Regions from separate parts of the Sus scrofa genome. Here region 1 is linked to region 2. A link is a contact called in public HiChIP or PLAC-seq data. All regions are on one chromosome and are shown on one strand. The core of a region is the stretch at or near the end of the contact, and the rest is flanking DNA. Distances in the headings are between cores, read along the strand shown. Region 1 overlaps TULP4 (tubby-related protein 4). Region 2 has its middle 5.9 kb from the start of TMEM181.

Region 1 (5,087 bases), core at 354-2,853, 200 kb after region 2:
TATCTACAGAAAAGAAACAAACTCGTGGACTTGGAAAACAGACTTGTGTTGTTTCAAGTCTGTATGAAACGCAGACTTGTTTCAGGTCTGTATTAAAACATATGGACTTGGGAGTTCCCGTCGTGGCTCAATGGTTAACGAATCCGACTAGGAACCATGAGGTTGTGGGTTTGATCCCTGGCCTTGCTCAGTGGGTTAAGGATTTGGCGTTGCCGTCAGCCGTGGTGTACGTTGCAGACGCGGCTTAGATCTCAAGTTGCTGTGGCTCTGGCATAGGCTGGTGGCTACAGCTCCGATTAGCCCCTGAGCCTGAGAACCTCCATATGCTGCAGGAGTGGCCCTAGAAAAGGCAAAAAGACAAAAAAAAAAAAAAAAATATATGGACTTGTGTTTCCAAGAGGTTGTGACTGCCAACTGGGAAGGGGAGGGAGTGGGATGGACTGGGAATTTGGGGTTAGTAGATGCAAGCATTTGGAGTGGATAAGCAATGAGATTCTGCTGAACAGCACAGGGAACTACATCTAATCACTTGTGATGGAACATGATGGAAGATAACGTGAAAAAAATGTATATATGTGTATAACTGGGTCACTTTGCTGTACAGCAGAAATTAACAGAACAATTATAAAACAACTATAATAAAAAAAATTTAAAAATTTAAAAAAGTAACGCAGAAAAAAAAATTGTTTTGAATGGAGTTCTCTTCATGGCTCAGTGGAAACAAATCTGACTAGTATCTATGAGGACACAGGTTCGATCCCTGGCCTTGCTCAGTGGATCCGTCATTGTCATGAGCTGTGGTGTAGGTCGCGGACGCAGCTCGGATCTCACAAGGTTGTGGCTGTGGCCAGCAGCTACGGCTCCAATTCAACCCTTAGCCTGGGAACTTCCATATCCCTTAGGCGCAGCCCAAAACAATTCAAAAAAAATTTGTTTTGAAAAGACGTGTTAATGAGTTTAGAGTTTTTCTGTATATGGGAAGATGCAAGAGTCTTTTAAAAAATTCTTTTTTAAAAAATATTTTTATTATAATAAAAAAATCTTTTTAAGAAATTATTTCAGTGAGCCCAGACTCTTGCATCTTCCCATATACAGAAAAGCTCTGAATTCATTAACTTGAGATGTCTGGTTTTAATTAACAGTAATCTTTTGATGTTCCAACTACCAGGTTTTTGTTGCACAAACCCCTGAACATTCTGGCTCCTCCCTTATTCTTCGGAAGAGTCCCTCAGAGCCATCTGAGAGGCTGTCTTCCCAGCTTAAGGGACCCCAGAAAATCAGCCAAATAAAACACAATTCTCTACTTTTAGGTTGTGCATTTTTTTCCAGTCGACCACTTGAGTGCCTTACATCCCAGCCTCGGTGCTAAGCAGTGGACAAACTGTGAGTAAAACACACTCTTGACTTTCTGATTTAGATGACAAATGACAGCGTTTCCCTCTCCCAACCTAAAGGGTTAACGTGTACTGCATGCTAAGAAGGCACCTTTCCAGCACCATTAGAATGTAAGACTGTCTCCTGCAAACCCAATGATAGCTCAGGGCCTCAAACACCAAACCGTGTCTTCAATTAATCCAACTATGGCCACCTTCCTAAGGACAGCTGGGCTTTCAGCCCTGTCCCCGCAGCCAGCAGGGACTGTGCCAACAGTCTTCGTAGCTATAGAGACACTGAGGCAAGCATTTAAGCAGGAAAGCAAATCCTGCAGGGCCTCTCCTGACCAGAGTTTTCTCCTTTGGTGTGAAGCAGTTTTTAATTTCACTGAAGAACTTCACTAAGAAACTAACCTTCACAATAAAAATAAAGTCTACATTCAAATAGCCACTTATTCCAAAAAGCTAAGAAAATGGGTTCCTGGTGAAGAAAAATGAACAAAGGTGATTTTAAATAAGCTGGGAGGATAAGGTAATAAATGACTAGTAGAAAGTATTAAAAATAAAAAAGTAATACCAAAAAAAAGATACAATGACATAAAAGCATAGTTCAAGTACTGGCATGGCTTCAATTCTTCATTTTATAATATATGTTCCTTTTTAAAATGCATGCATTTTACCTTGGGCTTGCTAACACAAGATTAATGTTGTACCGCAGTTCTAATTAAAATTCACACCAAGGCCTACCTCGCAACAACAAACATTCAAGTTGCTCAATAAAAGGAAATGAAGAGAATATATTTTTAAAATATGCCATTTTCTCACTTGCCGGATTGTCAGTTTCCAGCCCCAGTTACTGAGAAAGCCAAAGCTCTGCACCTACTGTGATGCATTTCCTGTCCACCCGTACGGTTCATGCCTCACTCAGCCTGGCCATAACGAAGCACCACCTAATTCACGACACTGTTCTGAAATAACAGCCCTGTGTTCAGCGGAATGACTTTCTAAGAGGTTCGCATGCTAAATTCCAAGCCCAGTTCACAGCTGCCTGCTGCATCTGAGAGCTTCCCGGAAGAGAATGAGGAGGTCCGCTCGCTGTGTGTCTCAGAACTCAGGGAGCCCCAACCACGGGAGGCCCAGGGGAAGGAGCCAGGCCAAGGAGGCCGTCCCAGCTATGCGAGTGTCCGGTCACTGGGCTGGGAGAGGGACAGTCTTCCTTTCTCTTCTTTTTCGACATAATGATCTGAAGTTAACCACTAAGTCATTTAAAATCCATCTTTGCGTAGTTGAAGCCATGTATTAAAGACTTCCCTCACAGATACATAAAGAACAGCATATACTTGGGCCGGGAAGTATTTTCTAAACATATGGTACCAAACTCTATATATTTATCTTCCCATGACATTTAGATTACAACAGAAAGGCAAAGAACACATCTTTCCATCATACCTGAGCTAAGTCATGGAAAAATACTAATGTAGTTTATGTGTAAATTTAACAGTATCTTTTAAGTTTCAACTAGATGGCAGAAAATACATACAAGACTTATATTCTAAACAAGTATTAATTATTCTACATCATTAAAAACCGTGCCCAGTCTTCCGACCACCACCCTGTGGTGTACAGGAAGTCTGTGTAAAGGAGGCCAACCTCACCGCGCCCCCCAATACAGAGACTGTGCCTTGGGTCTGCGTCCCTAACAGGGCCCTGAAGAGCAGGCCCTCAAGAAGTATTTGCTCAGGAGTTCCCATTGCGGTGCGCGGAAACGAATCTGACTAGGATCCATGAGACTGCGGGTTCGATCCCTGGCCTCGCTCAGTGAGTTAGGGATCTAGCGTTGCCGTGAGCTGTGGCGTAGGTCGCAGACGCAGCTCAGATCTGGCGTTGCTGTGGCTCTGGTAGGCCGGCAGCTGTAGCTCCAATTAGATCCCGAGCCTGGGAACCTCCATATTCTGCGGGCGTGGCCCTAAAAAGACAAAAGACAAAAAAAAAAAAAAAACCAACACTGCATTCTACATCACAATCTCTCTCTCTCTCACATACACACACCCCGCCAAAACACTCCAAAATGTTCAACATCAAAACAACAACTGAGGAGCTCCCATTGTGGCACAATGGATCAGTGGCATCTTGGAAGCGCGGGGACGCAGGTTTGATCCTGGCCTGGTGGTGGGTTAAGGATCAGGCGTTGCCACAGCCACAGCCTAAGTCTTGACTGTGGCTTGTATCTGATCCCTCACCTGGGAACTCCATGTGCAGCAGGGTGGCCAAAGAAGAAAAAGAAAAAACAAACAAAAAAACCTAACAACTGAAGGGAACAATCAGAGCCTGGACTTGGCTCTTTCTTTATGAAGCTATATTGTCACTACATTCACCATACCATCCACCAAGACCGGACACCTTGAAGAGTCCAAAGGAGCTGGGCAGACAGACTCCACCCCTCCCCGTACTGCATCTAATACCAACACGGTGCACGCCACCCAAAGCCCATCGACAGAGTTAGGATCCGCTAAAGATCGGTCACTCCACACCCGTGATGATGAATTTAGCGGGCGAGGGAAGGAGCCCACAGCTGCCTCTGCCTCTTGCTGAGAAGGCCCAACACAAAACCGGAGCCCCGTCGCAAAGGACGGGGAGAGACTTGCAGGAATCAGGCGACGGGGGCTGGAAGGATGGGCTCTGACTGAAGGACGCAGAGCTGCCTCAAGCCAAGCTTGAGATGGCCTGGAAAGCCCACACAGGCTCTTGCTGCTGACAGAAAAGAAAATCAGGGCTGGTTCTGGTACCCACCCACCCAGGCCTGCTGAGGAAGGAGGAGGAGGGAGTGGTTTCAGAGCACCTGCGTCCCTGCCCTGACGTGGCGAGCTCCCCACAGCGGAGACTCAGCCCGCAGGGTCCCGGTACGAGGGCTGAGACCGAAAGGCATGGCAGCAGCTTCCACACAAAAACCAAAAGTTCCCCTCCCGGCCGCCAAAAGTCAGCGTCACCAAGCCTGCGGACGTAAGAAACGAGACCTACACGGCTCACCCTGAGCTCCCCGACAGTCAGAAAGGCAGCAGAGAGGAAGAGCTGTTCCCGCCAGCGTGGCCCAGGCCAGCCCCGCCTCCGGGGGCCCGACGACAGACCTCTCCACTAACCCACCGGCCACGCGCTGAGTCTCTGGGCGGGGTTGTGGGGAAGGCCGCCGCCCACCTCATTCTAACAAACAGAGGTCCCGCCTCATCACGGCCGCTCAGGCCAGTCCCGCGAAGTCAGGCCTCTCCACTAACCCTTTCACGGGGCACAGTGGTCTCATTTCCCCCACCGCCCTGGCTGCGGGGCCGGGAAAGGCGACCCGCAGGACCCGGCAGAGGCAGGCAGAGCGGGCGCGGGTTCTAATCGCTCAGGCCTTCTCCGTGCGCACAACAGAAACGCCACCGCGAGTCTGCAGAGGCTGCACTGCCGCCCCTGCCCGGCGACCCCGAACTAAAAACCAAAGAGGCCATGGGACGGTGATCTGCAGGCCTGAGTGTCCGTCTACACCGGCTGTTACCTGTGTAAACTGTGAGCTCAGGACCAGAGAAGGGCCGAAGCAGTCATTACTCAGGGTCCTGTGTATTCTTCCACGGTCAACTACGGACAGGTGTCCCTAGTTCCCCACAGCCGCTCCTCCTGCCCCAACTGGCGAAGCTGTGTGAGCGGCCACCCTACACCTCAGGGGGGACAGTTCTCTGG
Region 2 (4,940 bases), core at 1,624-4,123:
CTCTCCTTCCCCCACACCCACGCAGGCTTTCCTGTGGGAGCTCAAGCTCTCCGACGACAAGTCAGCTGACCCGCAGAGATGTCCCAGTCAGGGCCCTGGACCAGATGAACCCAGGTCTCTGAAGCATCATGTTCCTCACGGGAAGCCGACCATAAATGAGAGAGGAAGGGAAGCCCGGTGTCCGGGACAGCTCTCGGCGCCCCTGGGCTCTGGCCTGGGCCTCACTTCCCCAGAAGGGCAGCTTTCTGCTCGCTGGGGAGACGGTGCCTGTCCTCTGTCCCTCATGAAGCTCACGGGAGCCGTGTCCAAAGAGGAGCGCTGGCCTGGCTGCTCTGAGATCTGCTCCCGGCTCCCTCCACACCACCCGGCCTGGAGCCGTCACTCAGCAATTTCTCCTGATGTCCCTGTGTCTTAACTGGGACCAAACCTCCCATGGAGGGCTTGTGAAGAGGAAGTTATGACGTCGCAACAACATACTCTTCCACCGTGGTTTGCAGAACTCGCTGTTTTTCTGGGGTTGCGTTGTTGGTGGCACCTTGACCTTGTAACACAGCCGAACAGCCTGGAGCTGTGCTGGTCAGAGAGGAGACCTCAGCTATGGACGCTACCTTCAGCTGTGTCTCTACAGTATTCTGAGGATTAAGGGAAAGGACCAGGCACCAAAGAAAAGTCTCTTGGTACAGATACACTTGTATCTGGCTGGTTTTAAAACATTATCATGTTTTCTTTTCTTTTCTTTTTTTTTTTTTTTTTTTTGCTTTTTAGGGCCGCACCCATGGCATGTGAAGGTTCCTGGGCTAGGGGTCTAATGGGAGCTATTGTTGCCAGTCTACACCACAGCCACAGCAACGTGGGATCCGAGCTGCGTCTGCCACCTATACCACAGCTCACAGTAACACCGGATCCTTAACCCACTGAGCGAGGCCAGGGATCCAAGCCACACCCTCATGGTTCCTGGTCAGATTCATTTCCATCAAGCCACAATGGGAACTCCTGAGACGCTGTTTTCTGATACAGGTCCGGTTCTTTATTCCACATGGATAAATAACACTTACCTGGAGAGACTAACATCATGAAACACACAGTAAGAGGTTGCCTGGGGCACCCTGTGCCTCTCACAGGCCTTAGAGGGCAGGGCGGCCACACGGACCCCAACAGAATGAGGCGTTTTACTGTCACTGCTTCTAGCCACGGGCGGCGGAATCCACCCAGGGAGTTACCTGCAAGAAACCGAGTGGGTTTGGGGGATGTGACATTCTCAGGAGCTGGAGGGATCTAGTCTGAGAGGTTCCTGGGGACACTGATGGGGAAACGGGCCGATGCCCTCACAAGCCTGTCGTGAGGCTCAGCCTCCCAGGGCTCAGCGCCCGCCCAGAGGTGCAGCTGCTGGAAAGGAGGGATGCTCGGCGGCTCGGCCCAAGGCCCTCGCAGAGCGGAGAGTGGGAAGAGACGGAAACGGAGGCCAGGGGGAGGGGAGGCCACTCCGCTGGCTGAGGAGGCCAAGACCCCCAGAGTTCTGGAAGCCCAGCGCTCCGCAGCTTGGACTGCATCTTGCCTTCCGCACGGGCGTGGGGTCCAGCGTCCTCAAACGAATCTTGTGGTGTTGATGGAACTTTCTTGCACACGGCTGGACGCTGGTTATTCTAATGGGCTGAGTGGAGACAATCCCTTTCCGTCAGAGAGGTGTTTTTCTTTTGTGACTTAAGAGTCAAACTTCAGGGCTAAGAAACCCTACCTGAGGGCTTCAGAGCCTCCTGGTCCAGTGCAGGGACCTGAGGAACGTGTGACCGGGACTCAGTGCTCCTGCCAAGAAAGAAAGGAATTCCGCAGGGACAATCCTCCTTCTCAGAGGGGCCCCCACAGGCCCGTGGCTCCAGCACTGGGGTGTCCGGGCCGCTTGGCCTCCTTCCAGGGAGGGAAAGAAGACGTCTCACTGGAAAGCCCGGGTCCCTGATACCAGACGTGGGAAGCGCAGGACTCAGGATTAAAGGGCTTCTCCTCTTAACATCAGGGAGAGCACCCACCACTGGATCAAGTGCAAGAGTTTCCCACCACTGGATCAAGTGCAAGAGTTTCCCACCACTGGCTCAAGTGCAAGAGTTTCCCACCACTGGATTAAGTGCAAGAGTTTCCCACCACTGGCTCAAGTGCAAGAGTTTCCCACCACTGGCTCAAGTGCAAGAGTTTCCCACCACTGGATCAAGTGCAAGAGTTTGACAGGCTGGTCACGGAAGGCCTTCAGGGTGACAACCTGGGGGGTTAACTCGCGTGAAAGGAGAAGCCACAACAGTGCCTGAATGAGCCGGAGGCCAAAGGAAACGGAGACTGGTGACCCTTGGTCCCCTGTGCATGGTGGGGAATGGGGCCAGGACTGGCCCTTCCTCTGCTTCGAAGCAGCCACAAAAAGTGGGCACCAGGTTCCCTCTGCACCTGTAGCTGGGGTGGTGGAAACGACTAAGACAACGGCCTTGACGAAGAGACGGCGACCTGAGGTGCATTCTAGACACTGCCGTGCGGCCAGCCTTCAGCATCCAAGCTCTGCCCGTGTTTGCGGGGGGAGGGGAGGTGGGAGCTACTGCTGCATCTGCGGTGAACGTGCTGCACAACCACTGTGCTCAGAGAGCGCCTGGGGCAGAGCAAGAACTGCAGGACACACAGGCTCTCGGAACTTCTGACTACCACCCTGAGGGAAGGAATAGACACGTCACATGGCAAAGCCTGTGCCCGCTGTCCTGAACGTGGCTAGGTTCCAGAAATTCCTCGGGTTTCTTTCTCCGTAAGACAAACTCGATACACTCTCTGCTACAGTTTTGTAATTTCCCATGGAGTCTGACTCAACAAGGTCGCAAGGAACAAGTCTTCAAGTACACTGAAAGCTCCCACTGGCGAAGCATCAGGAACGGCTCTGACATCAGCCAGAGCGTGGAGAGCCCGCCCCCCGTGGAGGGACATGGTGGCAAAGGCAGGGACCCAGGAAGAGAGATGAGGAATGACTGCTTCCACGCCTGTCTCAGCTTCCCGCGGGGTCCTGCTTCTATGCTGGCGGACCTTCTATTTCTTGAAGCTGCTACTCTAACAGGAACCCTAGGCAGACGTACGAAGTGAGTGTGTTCTCCATGCGCACGGTTTCACTTTCTTCAGCAGATGAAGCAGCTTCTTTTCAGCACAGTTCATTCACAAGGTTGTGATCATTTCTGCTGTACAACGAAGTGACCCAGTCTATTTATAAAACGTGCAGGGAAGCACATTCACACAGACTGCTCCCTGCGATGCCTGGGTGAGTAACTGCTCAGTCTTCTGACAACCCAGGAACAGGGAGGCACCCTTGCCATCGAGAGGATGACTGCACCTGCTGACGGGCACGGGTGGGGGTGGGGGATGCCCACCTACACTGCCCCTCTTCACGGGCGATGACTAAGTAGCTCAGAGCTCATTACAGGCAAATCATTATGAAACACCCGAGTGAGAAGCTGGGAATAAACTAGGTCTAGTCATTAAGGTGACCCAGAAATCTTCGATTCTATTTCAGGATTGGTTTTTTGTCTCTGGAATCTGGGGATTATTTCAACCTCTCGAAGCTTCAATTTTCTTCTGAAAGGGAAGGCAGGCAAAAGGTATCCTCTTTATAACGGAGTCTGGAGAGTTGGCCGTGCATTCTCCAAACACGCGATGCAAACCCCGTGAGGCAGCCCTTTCTCTTCTGTGGTGAGCTTTGGGGGCCAGGGAATGAGAGCTAAATTGATTTCCTATTCTCTTAACACTACCAGGAAGAGAACACTGAACACCAGAATAAAAGCAGAATGCATCCCCTTCAAATAAGTCTGCAGAAGGAAAGGAATTTGCCAAGTTTTCATACTTTCAAAACAAATTGCTTCTGAAGACACCATCTCACACTGAATGGCCCCGAGGCTGACCGTGGGGCTGGGCTGGCGGAGACGGCGAGCCCACTTCTATCTCGGCCCTCAGCACAGACAGGTCCCTTGATTTTTTGCGGGGGGGGGGCGGTGAGGAAGGAAGGGGCTTATTTTTGATCAGGTCTCCTTACTACCTGGTTTAAGTGATGAAAATATAAGGAATATTAACTTGAAATTCACAAACTTTCATAGTAAAATGAGATCTTTTTTGACTCATACAAAATTCAGATCAGTTAGGTTTGTATGACTATTGCTATTTAAATCACAGATTTATAGTCCTATGACTTTTCTAAAACTTAACTAATGATTAGCATTTGTTAGAGTTGACAGTGTGTTTTGGTTCTCTGTCTCCTAAAGCCTGAGTGACACGTCTATTTTCTTTATCTCTGAAGAAACCAATGTGTACACGTAAGTGTAACTGGGTCGCCATGCTGCACAGTGGAAAACTGACAGAACACTGTAAACCAGCTATAATGGAAAAAAATAAAAATCATTATATACAATAAAAAATTTAAAAAATGTCACATAACCCCCCCGCCCCAAAAAAGAAACCAAACAGGTAGTTTGGTAAATGTGCACAGGAACCAGTGTTCACAGATGAGTCCTAGCCCCTGCCTCCCTCTCACGGTCAGAGGGAATTCTAGGGCAGAGCAAGAAGGTGCATGCAGACTCCTTAGTAACACACTAACTATTAACAGCTATATTAGCACGTGCAGTGCAACTGCTCAAACGGTGGTTTTATTAAGTCTGCTACAAGGTAACAAAGAATAGCATTAAGGCATTTAGCACCTTAGATCTTGTAGGTGCTATGACAGAAGCATCGTGAATCAGGTCCTCTTAGGAAAAAACAAACACATACAAACTCAAAGCAACAGATAAGAAATCAGCACAACATCTGACCTCTCAGAAGGAGCACTGATGATAAAGACCCCAGATGAAGAGCAACAGGTGGCAAAACCCAGGGATCGGAGAACCACTAGAGGGTGGGTTGGGCCAAAGGAGAGGCAATTTCTTCTCAAAGGACTC

The links. HiChIP or PLAC-seq counts read pairs in DNA pulled down with a chosen protein or histone mark.
Region 1: an H3K27ac HiChIP or PLAC-seq map of skeletal muscle shows a contact between it and region 2. The contact joins two enhancer-like sites. A contact is called at or near these places in 1 of 47 Hi-C or Micro-C datasets (skeletal muscle) and 1 of 2 datasets of contacts at active chromatin or transcription factors (skeletal muscle).

What each region holds. Positions count from the first base shown.
Region 1 is chr1:8,848,963-8,854,049 of Sscrofa11.1, forward strand. The region is part of intron 1 of TULP4 (tubby-related protein 4); the gene reads right to left. Among named protein-coding and RNA genes, the nearest start is that of TULP4, 40 kb to the right of the region's middle. Within about 2 kb of position 1,604, at least 10 of the 83 cell types and tissues checked have an H3K27ac peak or open chromatin away from gene starts, as enhancers often do. A contact at or near this core is called in skeletal muscle, where this site is marked.
Region 2 is chr1:8,645,803-8,650,742 of Sscrofa11.1, forward strand. No RefSeq gene overlaps it. Among named protein-coding and RNA genes, the nearest start is that of TMEM181, 5.9 kb to the left of the region's middle. Within about 2 kb of position 2,874, at least 2 of the 83 cell types and tissues checked have an H3K27ac peak or open chromatin away from gene starts, as enhancers often do. A contact at or near this core is called in skeletal muscle, where this site is marked.